2 separate regions of the Mus musculus genome follow, and region 2 is linked to region 1. The links are chromatin contacts, called in public HiChIP or PLAC-seq maps. All regions are on one chromosome and are shown on one strand. The core of a region is the stretch at or near the end of the contact, and the rest is flanking DNA. Distances in the headings are between cores, read along the strand shown.

What was found. HiChIP or PLAC-seq counts read pairs in DNA pulled down with a chosen protein or histone mark.
Region 2: a FOXA1 HiChIP or PLAC-seq map of pancreatic cancer cells shows a contact between it and region 1. The contact joins two enhancer-like sites. A contact is called at or near these places in 10 of 484 Hi-C or Micro-C datasets (CD8 T cells, Th2 cells, cortical neurons and 7 more) and 7 of 115 datasets of contacts at active chromatin or transcription factors (CD8 T cells, bone marrow-derived macrophages, effector CD8 T cells and 4 more).

Annotation. Positions count from the first base shown.
Region 1 is chr17:44,472,687-44,478,154 of GRCm38.p6, reverse strand. No RefSeq gene overlaps it. Among named protein-coding and RNA genes, the nearest start is that of Runx2os3, 87 kb to the left of the region's middle. Within about 2 kb of position 2,029, at least 19 of the 459 cell types and tissues checked have an H3K27ac peak or open chromatin away from gene starts, as enhancers often do. A contact at or near this core is called in pancreatic cancer cells, where this site is marked.
Region 2 is chr17:44,616,051-44,621,518 of GRCm38.p6, reverse strand. The region is part of intron 5 of Runx2 (runt related transcription factor 2); the gene reads left to right. Among named protein-coding and RNA genes, the nearest start is that of Runx2os3, 57 kb to the right of the region's middle. RefSeq lists an enhancer at 1,875-3,799. Within about 2 kb of position 3,113, at least 76 of the 459 cell types and tissues checked have an H3K27ac peak or open chromatin away from gene starts, as enhancers often do. A contact at or near this core is called in pancreatic cancer cells, where this site is marked.

The DNA of each region.
Region 1 (5,468 bases), core at 780-3,279:
CCCCCTTCAGTCTCCTTCCCTTCCCCATCCTCATCTCTCTCCTTCTCCTCCTCTCTCTCCTCCTTCCTAGTCCTCCACCATGAGTTGACCAATCGAGCAGATGCAGTTACCCCAGGATGCAGAACCATCAGGCAACTATACTTGAAGTTGACACATTTTGAGGATAGCTACGCTGCTTGTTGATACGGTGATAAATTAATGCTAAAACAGATAGTTTGTTTTTAAATATATATTTATATTTATTTTTTATTTTCCACCTCTCTCTCTCTCTCTCTCTCTCTCTCTCTCTCTCTCTGTGTGTGTGTGTGTGTGTGTGTGTGTGAGTACGCGCGCGTGTGCACGCGCACACACATATAGCATGTGGTTCAGGGCCTCCATGTTTTATAACTGCAGAAGTTGGTCCTTCTGCTATGTAGGTCCTGGAACCAACCCAGGTCATCGGGCTTGGAAGTCTTACCAGATGGCTCTCTCACAGTCTCTGTTTTGTGCTGTTGTTGTTTATTTGTTTTTGTTTTTCTTAGGAACATGTAACCAAGGCTAGCCTCAAATCCATTATGCAGCTCAAGATGACTATGAACCTCTGAACTTCCAGCCTCTATCTCCCAAGTGCTAGGATTACAGCCATGAGACACCATGCCTGAGTGAAAATTTAAGCTCACTTTTATTAAAATCATCACCGGTCTCATTAGAAAAGTCTAAGTAGAAAAATTGTAGATAGATGTTTTCACCATTTTGAATTTTTATTTGAAAGCCTGTATTTTATCTTTGGCTACAAATACCAACAGTTATTTTCTAGAAGGTACCTGTGGAGAGACCCACACCCAAGTTAGCATGACTGTCTATAAGGAGGCAGTGTCTCAAGTAAAATTTGGTCTGCGATACAATAGCCAGATACCTAAGCTAGCAACTCACACAATGCCACACACAGTCTCCTTTGAGTCAACGGCTCTATTTTGGTTGATGGAAGAGGGCTTTATGAATATTCTTAGAGAATTGAAGAACTGTGCTCAAGGACCTAGACCTAATGGAATTATTCATTTACATAGTACCTCCAGGAGTCATGAAACTGAGACCTTTAATCAGTGAATGGGTAGCGGGGGGTCTAGTGACCACCAATGCCATCAATGTGGGTAAAAGGCACATTGGAAGTACAGGACTCTTGGGGGAATTTAATGAAACATGGTATTGTTACAACTTCAGGTTCCACATCACAACTGACTTTTAGAGAGTATTGCTGGTTTGATTCTGATGTGGCATCAAACAGAACACCTTCAATGAAGTGAAAGCAATGTGAAACCAGTTCTTCCTTATGCAGCTGTTATCTGAGTGGGACCACATCTGGAGAGACGCATACAGCACTGTCCTCCCTTGCTTTCATGATTCTGGTACAAATGCCAGCAGCAAATCGGGGTGGCATGAGAGGGTGACAATACATTTGTGTTGTCCTGAGAATAGTTTGGCTATATCTCAGACCTTCAGGGCTTTAGAGCATATTCATAATGGCTAAAGGACATAGAGATTCAAGTCATGGAGCTGCATATAGTGTGCCTGTGTGTGAACGAAGAGGGTTACAACTACAAGGAGAACTGAGTGGCGAGTGCGAACCTTGTGTTATGTGGGGGAATAGGCACCCAGGAAAGAAGAACAGCAAGGGTAAACCTGCAGCAGGGGCATGTGTTCTAGCCCCAGATGTGGCTATGGGAAGCTGTAGAGAATGAAGTCAGAGTGGATATGAGCTAGGTTGTATGAGTGCCTCCAGAGAGGTCCTAAAGATGGAGGGTTCCATGTCAAGAGAGCTGGGGAAGCCTACGAGTCTGTAGGCAGGGGGATGGCACAATTTGCCTTTTCGTCGGCTGTAACTCCGGTTGGAGACAGAAGTGAGTTAAGAGTGGGGACTTATATCATCTAACAGGGCTATTCCAACAGTGAGAACATTATCTGTTAATTACAGACTAACCTGAAGTAGAACATTTGACTAAGCCTTTGCTCACCGGGCCAGGCAAAGGCCATCTTACAAGAAGGTGGCTTCCAGAGTTGAGTCATCCACTTTGTATACAAAAGACAATGAATATGATTCATGCCTAAAAACAGGCTGAAGCGTAGTGGCCTTTTTACCCGGGAGTGTCCCCACTTATCGTAAGATTGCTTAAAGTGTTAGGAGCGGGCCTGTTAAAGGAACAATGCTTATGACCCTGAAAAAGGGTCTTGGTCCCATGAAGTGTGTACCAGTCCATTTTCTGTTACTATAGCAAAAGACTGGAGGCTGGATACTTACTAAAGAAAAGAAACACATCTAGATCGCAACTGTGGCCATTAGAAGGTATAACATTAGCTTATCACAACCTAGATGAGGGCTCCTGCTGCTTTGTTTCTTAGTAGAGGGATCCTAACTTTCTGTGTCCGTAAGAGTGTGTATATGTATATGGTTGTGTGCGTGTGTGCATGTGCGTGTGTGGCATGTGCGTGTGTGGCATGTGGAAGCCAGAGGATAACATTGGCTGCTATTCCTCAGTTGCTGTTATTTTGAGACAGTGGCTTCCATTGTCCTGGAGCTTGCCAAGTAGGCTGCTTGACTAGCCGGCTAGCTAGTGCCAGAGACTTGCCTGTCTCTGCCTCCCCAGCACTGGGATAACAAGTGCATGCCATCTTTATGTGGGCTCTTGAGGGAGCAGACCAGGTCTCAAGCTTTGAAGGCAGTAACATTACTGAATTAGCTCTCATGCCAGGATCTCACAGCTAAGATGCTGCTTATAAAAACTAACCAGGGCCCCTTAAAACTATATTTCAAAGATGATGCACCCTATGACATAATGACTTGCCCTAGACCCCAACCTGCTCATACAGATATCCAATAGAGGACACAATGAAGATATATTCAAACTGTAATAAGGCTTTTGGCTTCTGATAGCAGAAGTCCTTGGTGGGAAAGGGGTCCTATCAACCTGATCCTTGAACCCTTCTATAGAAATATTTGTGGAGGCTGGAGCAAGGGCTTGTCTATGTTCTCTAAAAGAGAACAAACAGTCTTTTCATAATAGGAAGTCAGGGGCTCGAGAGCCAGCTCAGTCAGTAATGAATTCAAGCTCCAGAGTCCACGTGAAACAAGACAAGTACTTTAAATTCAGCCCTGGGGAGACAGCATCAGGTGGGCCCCTGGGCTTGCTGGCTGGCCAGCCTAGCCTAACTGTGAGCCCTAGGTCCCAGTGAGAGATCCAGGGTTTGTCACTGTTGTTTGTTTGTTTTTAAAGGTGGGTGTTAGAAAAACTGGATATACACCTGCAGAAGAAAGAAATCAAATCCACACCACTGACCTTGTACACAATTAACTTTAAAGCAGATCAAAGACCTGAATTTCCCCTCTGAGGTAATGAAACTGCTGGACAGAAATAGGGGTGCTCTTTAACAGAAAGCTTTAGCAAGACCTTTCTGAATAGAATTCCAACTCCACAGGAACCAGTCCCAGGAATCAACTAGGAATTCCAAAGTTTCTTGACAGCCAAAGGAACAACGAAAACACGGTCAGCAGAATAGGAGAAAAATCTTTCCCAGCTATACTTCAGAATTGACAAGGGAGTTCAAAAATTAACCCAAAACTCCCCAAACTGCCAGCCAGCAAACATGCTAATGAAATGAACAGGCAGCTCTCAAAAGAGGAAACACAGGTGACAAGTGTTTCCAAAACTGTCCAACATCCCTAGCATCAGGGAAATGCAAACTAAAACTATTTTGAGACAGCACCTCACCCCAGTCAGAATGGATCTCAGCAAGAGACCAGACATCAAATGCTGTTGAGGATGTGGAGAAAGAGGAGCCTGTGATCACTGCTGGGGAGAGTAGAGTGTAGGGTAGTGCGGCCATTATGGGAATTAAAACATGAAACTACTATATAAACCCAGATGGACCACTCCTAGGCAGGTACCCAAAGGACTCTGCATCCCACCACTGTGATACTTACAAACCCATCTTCATTGCTGCTATGCCCACAGCAGCAAGAAGAGAGATGTACCCTAGAATCCCATCAGCAGACTCATGGGTAATGAGGATGTGGTGTGTATACACAATGGAATCTTACGCAGCTGCTAACAAAAATGAAATGATGAAGCCCCCACGAAGATAGATGCTCCAGAACCCGTCTGGGAAGTATACTATTACGTTGGGGGACCCAAATGCAGAATGACAAAATTAGCATATTCTCAGAGGATCCTAGTTTGTTAAATGCGGGTCAAATCTAAGATAATAGAAAGGAAATCAAGAAAGGGTAAAAAGGTTCTGAGGAAGGGGTTGGGAAGGCACAAAAGGACAGATGTGACATGAAGGTGGAAAATAGGAGACAGGTTACACATTACAAGGAAACACATCTAAAAAGATGCTTTAAAAAACCCCTTTAAAGACCAGAAGTGGACAGCTCCCGAAGAACAGGGCTCAAGGTTGACCTCTGGTTCTGTACAGACTAAATATGTACTTGCACCAGAAGACATTCATGCCCCGAAACCCTCATAAAACAAGACATTGGAAAGGACAAGAAAGATTGAGCCACACGGCAGCAGCCTGCTCCTGTCCCATGCACAATGCCTTCTTCTCTGGGTCTGGAAGCTTCCATGGGCCTGGTGCCTTGAGCCAACCATGTGTAGACTCCAGTGTGGTGGGCAATGTGAGTGAGAAGTCTGTGTCAGTAACTTGCCAGAGCTACTGGGAGTCCTGGCCGTTTTCTCAGCTTCAAACCCATCTCGCTTGGACTTGGCTGACCACTAGTGAAACCTCTAGCTAGGAGGCCATTCAACCTTTGAACTCTTTCTCTCATTACATCTGCTTCTGAGAAGTGAAGCACAAATCTTCCCATTGCCAGTATGTGCATGCACAGGTTCCTAACTGTTAGGTGACTTTGTGGTAACAGGCATTAGCTCTTACTTCCGGGATTAACGATGGATCACAGCCACCTCTAGCAGGACATGGGTGGCGGTCTTTTCAGGTCTTGTCTAGTTCAGTTGGCTTGGGGGACACCTTTTGGAAGCTTCGCTGGTGATCTGGGGTGATTTATAGCTCCACTAAGACGTCTCACGAAAGAGAAATGAACACTCAGGCGTCTCTGTCGAGAAAAGGCGTGGACCTAAAGCCAAGATAATCTGGGAGGCAAGCTCCTCCCCTCAAGGAGCCCATTGGGTGGCAACCTTGGCGGTCACACCCCGCTTGGCCCACCAGACTCCTGGATGCTGCCAAATTAGCCCCTGCTTTTGATTTAGTTTCTGTCATGCTCTTTATTTTTCAACTGGTGTTTGTGTGAATTCATTGTTTCCCAGTCAAAGAAAAACCACGGGAGCACAATGGGTTTTGGAGAGAGAGCAAGGGTTTGGAGAGGCCTCTCTGGGTGTGTCCGCTGCTCCTTCTGGGAGTGCTTTAGTGATTCTAAATGCATTTGTAACATTGTATTGCTTAGATGCCAGTAAGGTTCCTGAGGTTTGTAGTCAGAA
Region 2 (5,468 bases), core at 1,864-4,363, 140 kb before region 1:
CCAGTCAGAAGGGATCGTGAAGGCAGATTTGGAGGCTGTTTGCAATTTCAAGAGGAGAGAAAGGTTCAAGGGGAGGAGAAGAGAAAACAAATACCAAGGCAAACTTGGACCCCATGAGCTTGTGATCCTAACTACCCAGCAGGCAGAGGCCTGGAGGAGTCCCTCAGGAGAATACAGTTCAGTTCCCTCATAAAGCATCAGAATGAGTTGAAGGTCTACAGGGTGAATGACGGCGACCCTGCCTCAAAATATAAAGTAAAGAGGGCTAGGAATAGCTCGCTCAGTGGTAGAGTGCTTACCGAGCATGCAGAAGGCTCCAGGTTCAGTCCCCAGTATGGAGGGAGGGAGGCAAAGGGGAAGGAATGGGAAGGAGTGGGGAGGTGTGGGTAACAGAGAGGGAAAGCGATCCCGGTTGACCTGGAGCATGCAAGCCACCAACGAGAAAGAAAGTCGGGTGGTCATCTGGTTCAGGATCTAGGTTTGGGGGCCTTGGGCAGTTTGGACTGGACAGGATGCCCCAGGGTCTACATTGGCTCATCACCATGCTAAGCCCTCTTAGTCTATCTCGGAGAACCATAGGTTAGACTTGGCATGATTCTGTCTTGGAGTTATCTGTCATCTGGAACCAACTCCTTCCCCTGGCTTGTCTTGTGGATCAGTGTGAGATTTGTTGAAAGATGTTTTAGTTATGTTTCTAGTGCAGTGGTAAAACACCATGACCAAGGCAACTTAGAGAAGAAAGAGTTTATTTGGGGCCTATGGTTCCCAAGGGTTATGGTCCATTCTGTCGGGGACAGCAGAATAGCAGACATGGCAGCTGGAGTTGGAAGCTGAGAGCCCACATCTCAGACCACAAACAGGAAACAGAGCTAATAGGGAATGGCATGGGGCTTTTGAAACCTCAAGGTCTGTCACCATTGACACACTTCTTTCCACAAGGCTACGCCTCCTAAGCCTCCCAAAACAGCACCAGCAACTGGGGATCAATTATTCAAATGCTTAAGAACTGTGGGCACACAGGGTAGGGACATCTCATTCAAACCACTCCAGAGGGCTAGTCTGAGGCTGGGTTGGGATTTGATATAGAGGGGCCACTTTATAGGACAAATGTGAAACTCTATCTAAAAAATACAGTCTGTGTATTAGAGGACAGTAGAACTTAGTCTCCTTTTCCCATGTCACATGCCCCTCTTCCCAGGCAGAGTCTTTTAGACAAGACTCTGGTTGGACCCTTGGGCCAAGTGTGTGCGCCAGTCAGGAACTTGAGCATTCAGAGTCTGGATTCATGGGTTTTCTAGCTTGCTCCCAATAATCAGTAACAGAGGTAAGAAGAAGAGATGTCGGCCATGTGCTTTCACTGTTTCCCTGGGGCAGGAGCCAGGGAGCCTAAGGAATATAAAATGTGATTTACTTAGGCCCGCACAGGGCATCAGTGATATTGACAATACCCACATTCAAGAGCAGGGTCAGTTATGGCAAGAGGTAGCAGACACCAATTCGCCATGCCCTATCTCAGCTCCATCCCCACAGCCGCCACCTGCGTTACCATCAGCCTTAGCTAGACTGTTATTCATCGGAGTTGACTTGAGAGAGTACCTTAGCAGAGATGGTGGCAGAAGGGACACACAGTTCTAGGGCCAGGGTCACTGTGTACTCATCTGCTTACAAGAACTGTAACTTTACGGGAATCACTTCTTTGAGCTTTGAGTTTGTCATTCAGAAGATGGGGTTGGTGACGCAGTCTCCGTTGTGGAAGATCTACTTATAATATAAGTAGCAAGGGTGTTATGGATGTCATCCTGCCTGCTCACCAGAGCTGTGGTAGCGCGGCCTCAGCTGCTGGGTTGGCCATTCATCCATTTAAGCCAATCTCCGTTCACATGTGGGATGATGTAAATACCAGAACACTTAGAGGAGCTCAGGGGAAGAGCAGAGCCTGGTTGGTTAAGCAGTCACTAGGTCTGGTTCCCAGCCCATCAGCCCGAAATGGCAGGTCGGAGCATTCCTGCAGCGTGGGGTTAGGCTTGCCCCCAGGCTGCAAGGAAATGCTGCTCAGCTTTCCACTGCACCCCACAGGGCAAATGAAAACTGAGGACCCCTTCCCCATGCTACCCAGCCCATTGGCACCCATAGTTAACCCTGAGGAGAGTATATTCAAATCTCATGTTTTATCTAAGAAAAAAATCATGTGAACTTTTTGTCTGTCTTAATATAAGATATTTTAAGCTACCAATATCACTCAGGTATCCCGTGAGGAGCCTTTCCACTTGCTGTTTTCTTCTGTTCCATGGCTTCCTGTCAGCTTAAGCTTTGGTGTCACATATGTAAGATGTCAACTAACTTTATACTTTTAATACAGTCCAAGTTACCACTAGCTCAAGTCATGAGAAAGTACCAGGCTGCACTCTCTGTATTCTAGCTTTAAAAATAAAAATAAGAAAGGAAGGAAGAAAGAAAGAGAAAGAAAAAGATTTTTCTTAGGAACAATTTATCATTTAGTTGTAATTTTTAAAATAATCTTAATTGACCACATATGCTATCAAATAAGAGTTGCTCTCCTAGCCTCTGCCTCCCGCCCCTGCTCCCCGCCTCCCTGGGCTCCCTCGTGCGCACATGCGCACTTCACTGCTTTCGGCCAGGATGTCAGAAAATTAATTACACTGCTCCGGGTAGATACCATCACAGGAAAGCCGCCCCAGATTCAAGATAAGATTACGATATAGAAGCTGTTATTTTTAGGGGGAAAGACTACTGCTTCCCAATCTCTTTGCCTCGTTTTCCTAGTTTCTCCCATTTTAATCCTGGCTCCATATTTTCGTAGCCATAACTCATTAGTGGTTTTTAATTTTTCTGAAACTGAAATAGGGTCTGAAAGGGTGGATTTGCCCCCTTTTCCCTCCTTTTTCCCCTCCTCTTTTTTTTTTTTTTTTTTTTTTTTTCCTGGCTAATCGGAGGAACGCAGCCACATCTGAAGCCACTTGGCTCATTATGAATTTCATGGAAACTGATTCTCTGAAAGTGTTTCCATATGTGTGTTCCCAATATATCCCATCCTCTCTAAATGGGAGCACAGACGTGTGCATGGGCTGGAAATGGCTTCAGGATGTGACAGAGCAGTCATATGACTCGCGGCACCGTGGGTGGCCCCTTCTGAAAGACAGGGTGTCCTGGGTGCTGGCCTCCTTCCTGCAGCGGATCTGGTTTCAAAGACTATCCACCCTTCCTTTAAAATGTTCCTAATCAAGGCCTAGCAAGATCGTTCCCCCTCTTCCCGGTCCTCTCTTCCACCCGCACAGCCTTTGGCTCCTTCCTTCTCCTTTGCTCTGGGTCTCTGGATACAAACACACAAGCTCACACATCTTTTACCATCTGTCCCCTTTCCCTTTCACAGAGTGGAAGTATATTATTCCAGCAATATCCTTAAAACTGGGGTGGGTTTAAGGAGTAGTTGCTGTTGCCAGGGTCCCCTGCTCTTGCCTGCTCTCTTTCCTCCAGTGTGACAGACTTTCCTAGCCTTAGGATCGGCTGGTCTGTCTGATTTTGTGAGTAATGCTGTGAAAAGCACAGATTATTACAACATTGAAAACAAATATTTATACTGGAGATTTGAGGCACCGTGTGTGTGTGTGTGTGTGTGTGTGTGTGTGTAACTGCAGAGCTTGTTAGTCATTTCATTGTCTTAAATATTGGCTCTATTTCTCATTCTGATGTTTCCTTTAGCATGGTTTTCTGCACTTCTCCCAAAGGTGTGTTTTTCTAATTATTAGGGGATGAAGTGGAGTCCAGTGTTGTTCTGCTTAGTCATGTTTGGTATGAAGGGACCAATTCAGAGACAACCGATATAAAATCCCTTTAAAATCTCAGTGTGAAGATACAGAGGAATGTTTTATGTGCAATCTAAAATTGATTCTTGGATTATGACTTCTGGAGACCAAACTGCTATCCATTTGCCCAGCAGTACTTGCTTTTCCATTATGTATTGTAGAGGATCTAAAGGAAGGATGGGATGGGAAGAGTCACTTGGAAAAATCCTGCCTTTGAAGCATGAGGATGTGGGTTCAGATCTTAAGCACCCAAAGAAAAGTCAGCTGGGGGGTGGGGGGATACAAACCGGTGGATCCCTCCGCCAACCCAGCCGAATTGATAAGCTCCCTGTTTAGAGAGAGACTCTGTCTCAAAAACATAAGGTGATTGAAAAAGACACTGAAAATCTCTGGGCTCTGCTTGTAAACATGCATATACATACACACTGACACACACACTCACACACACATACCCTGATACACACTGACACACACACACTGACACACACACACTGACACACACACACACTGACACACACACACATACATACACTGACACACACTGACACACACATACATACACTGACACACACACCCCTACACTGACACACACACACATACACGAGAGAAAGGAGGGGAAGGGAAAGGAGACAAACACAAGAGACACACAAGAGAGAGACAAGACACACAACACACACAACACAAGAGAGTTCATTTTCTTAATATGTTCTTCCAAGTTAACAAAATAATGTTTTAAAGTAAACCTTATTATAAAAAACTTTGCAAATAAGTAAAAACCTCACATACCAAGATTAACCAGAGCCAGGGTCTATACAACCCAGTGAGCTTTTATACAGTGAGAATTGGCGTTCAGAATGGAAGCTGTGAATTAGGTTTTACACTTTTATTATTGGATCTATTTTATGCACTTATCTACCATCAAAAATACCAAACCAACCAACCAGACAGACAAACACCCAGGATAGAGTTCGACTTAGAAAAACAACCAGCTTTGTATTCTCTCTTCTAACTCATGTGCATTATCTGCATCTGCCCTTCCTGCTCCCCTGTATATTTACCTTGTCCTGTTTCTCCATGTTTCCTGTAGCCATGTGCACATTTGTTTCCATATATACATATATTATTGGCCATATCCCACTTGTGAGAGACTGAAAATGCAGTTTCTTTTTTGAGATCATGTGATCTTACTTAATAATATGCATCTCATCCATTTTCTTGCAAATTTTAAATTTCACTTTTTAGAGCTAAGTAGTATTCCATTATGTAATATATAAAAATGTGTGTGTATGTATATATATTATTCTATATATGTTAAGTAGTATTCCTATATATATTAAATGTGATATCTATATCTATCTACATTTCATATATATCCGATTTTCATTATCCAGTCACTTGTGGAGGGACAACTAAGGTTGATTCCAGCTCTCTCCTCTAGTGAATAAGGCAACAATTAACACGGAGTATAGCAAGATATGGAATTCTCTGGGTATACACCAAGGGGAGAGAAAAGTAGTTGGGTCATATGGTTGTTCTGTTTTTAGGAGTTTTGTTTTGCTTGTTTTTTAAAGAAGCCTCCAAACTGATTTCCACTATGGCTATGTTAATCTGCTCTTTTTAAAATTACGAAGTAAAAATATCTAT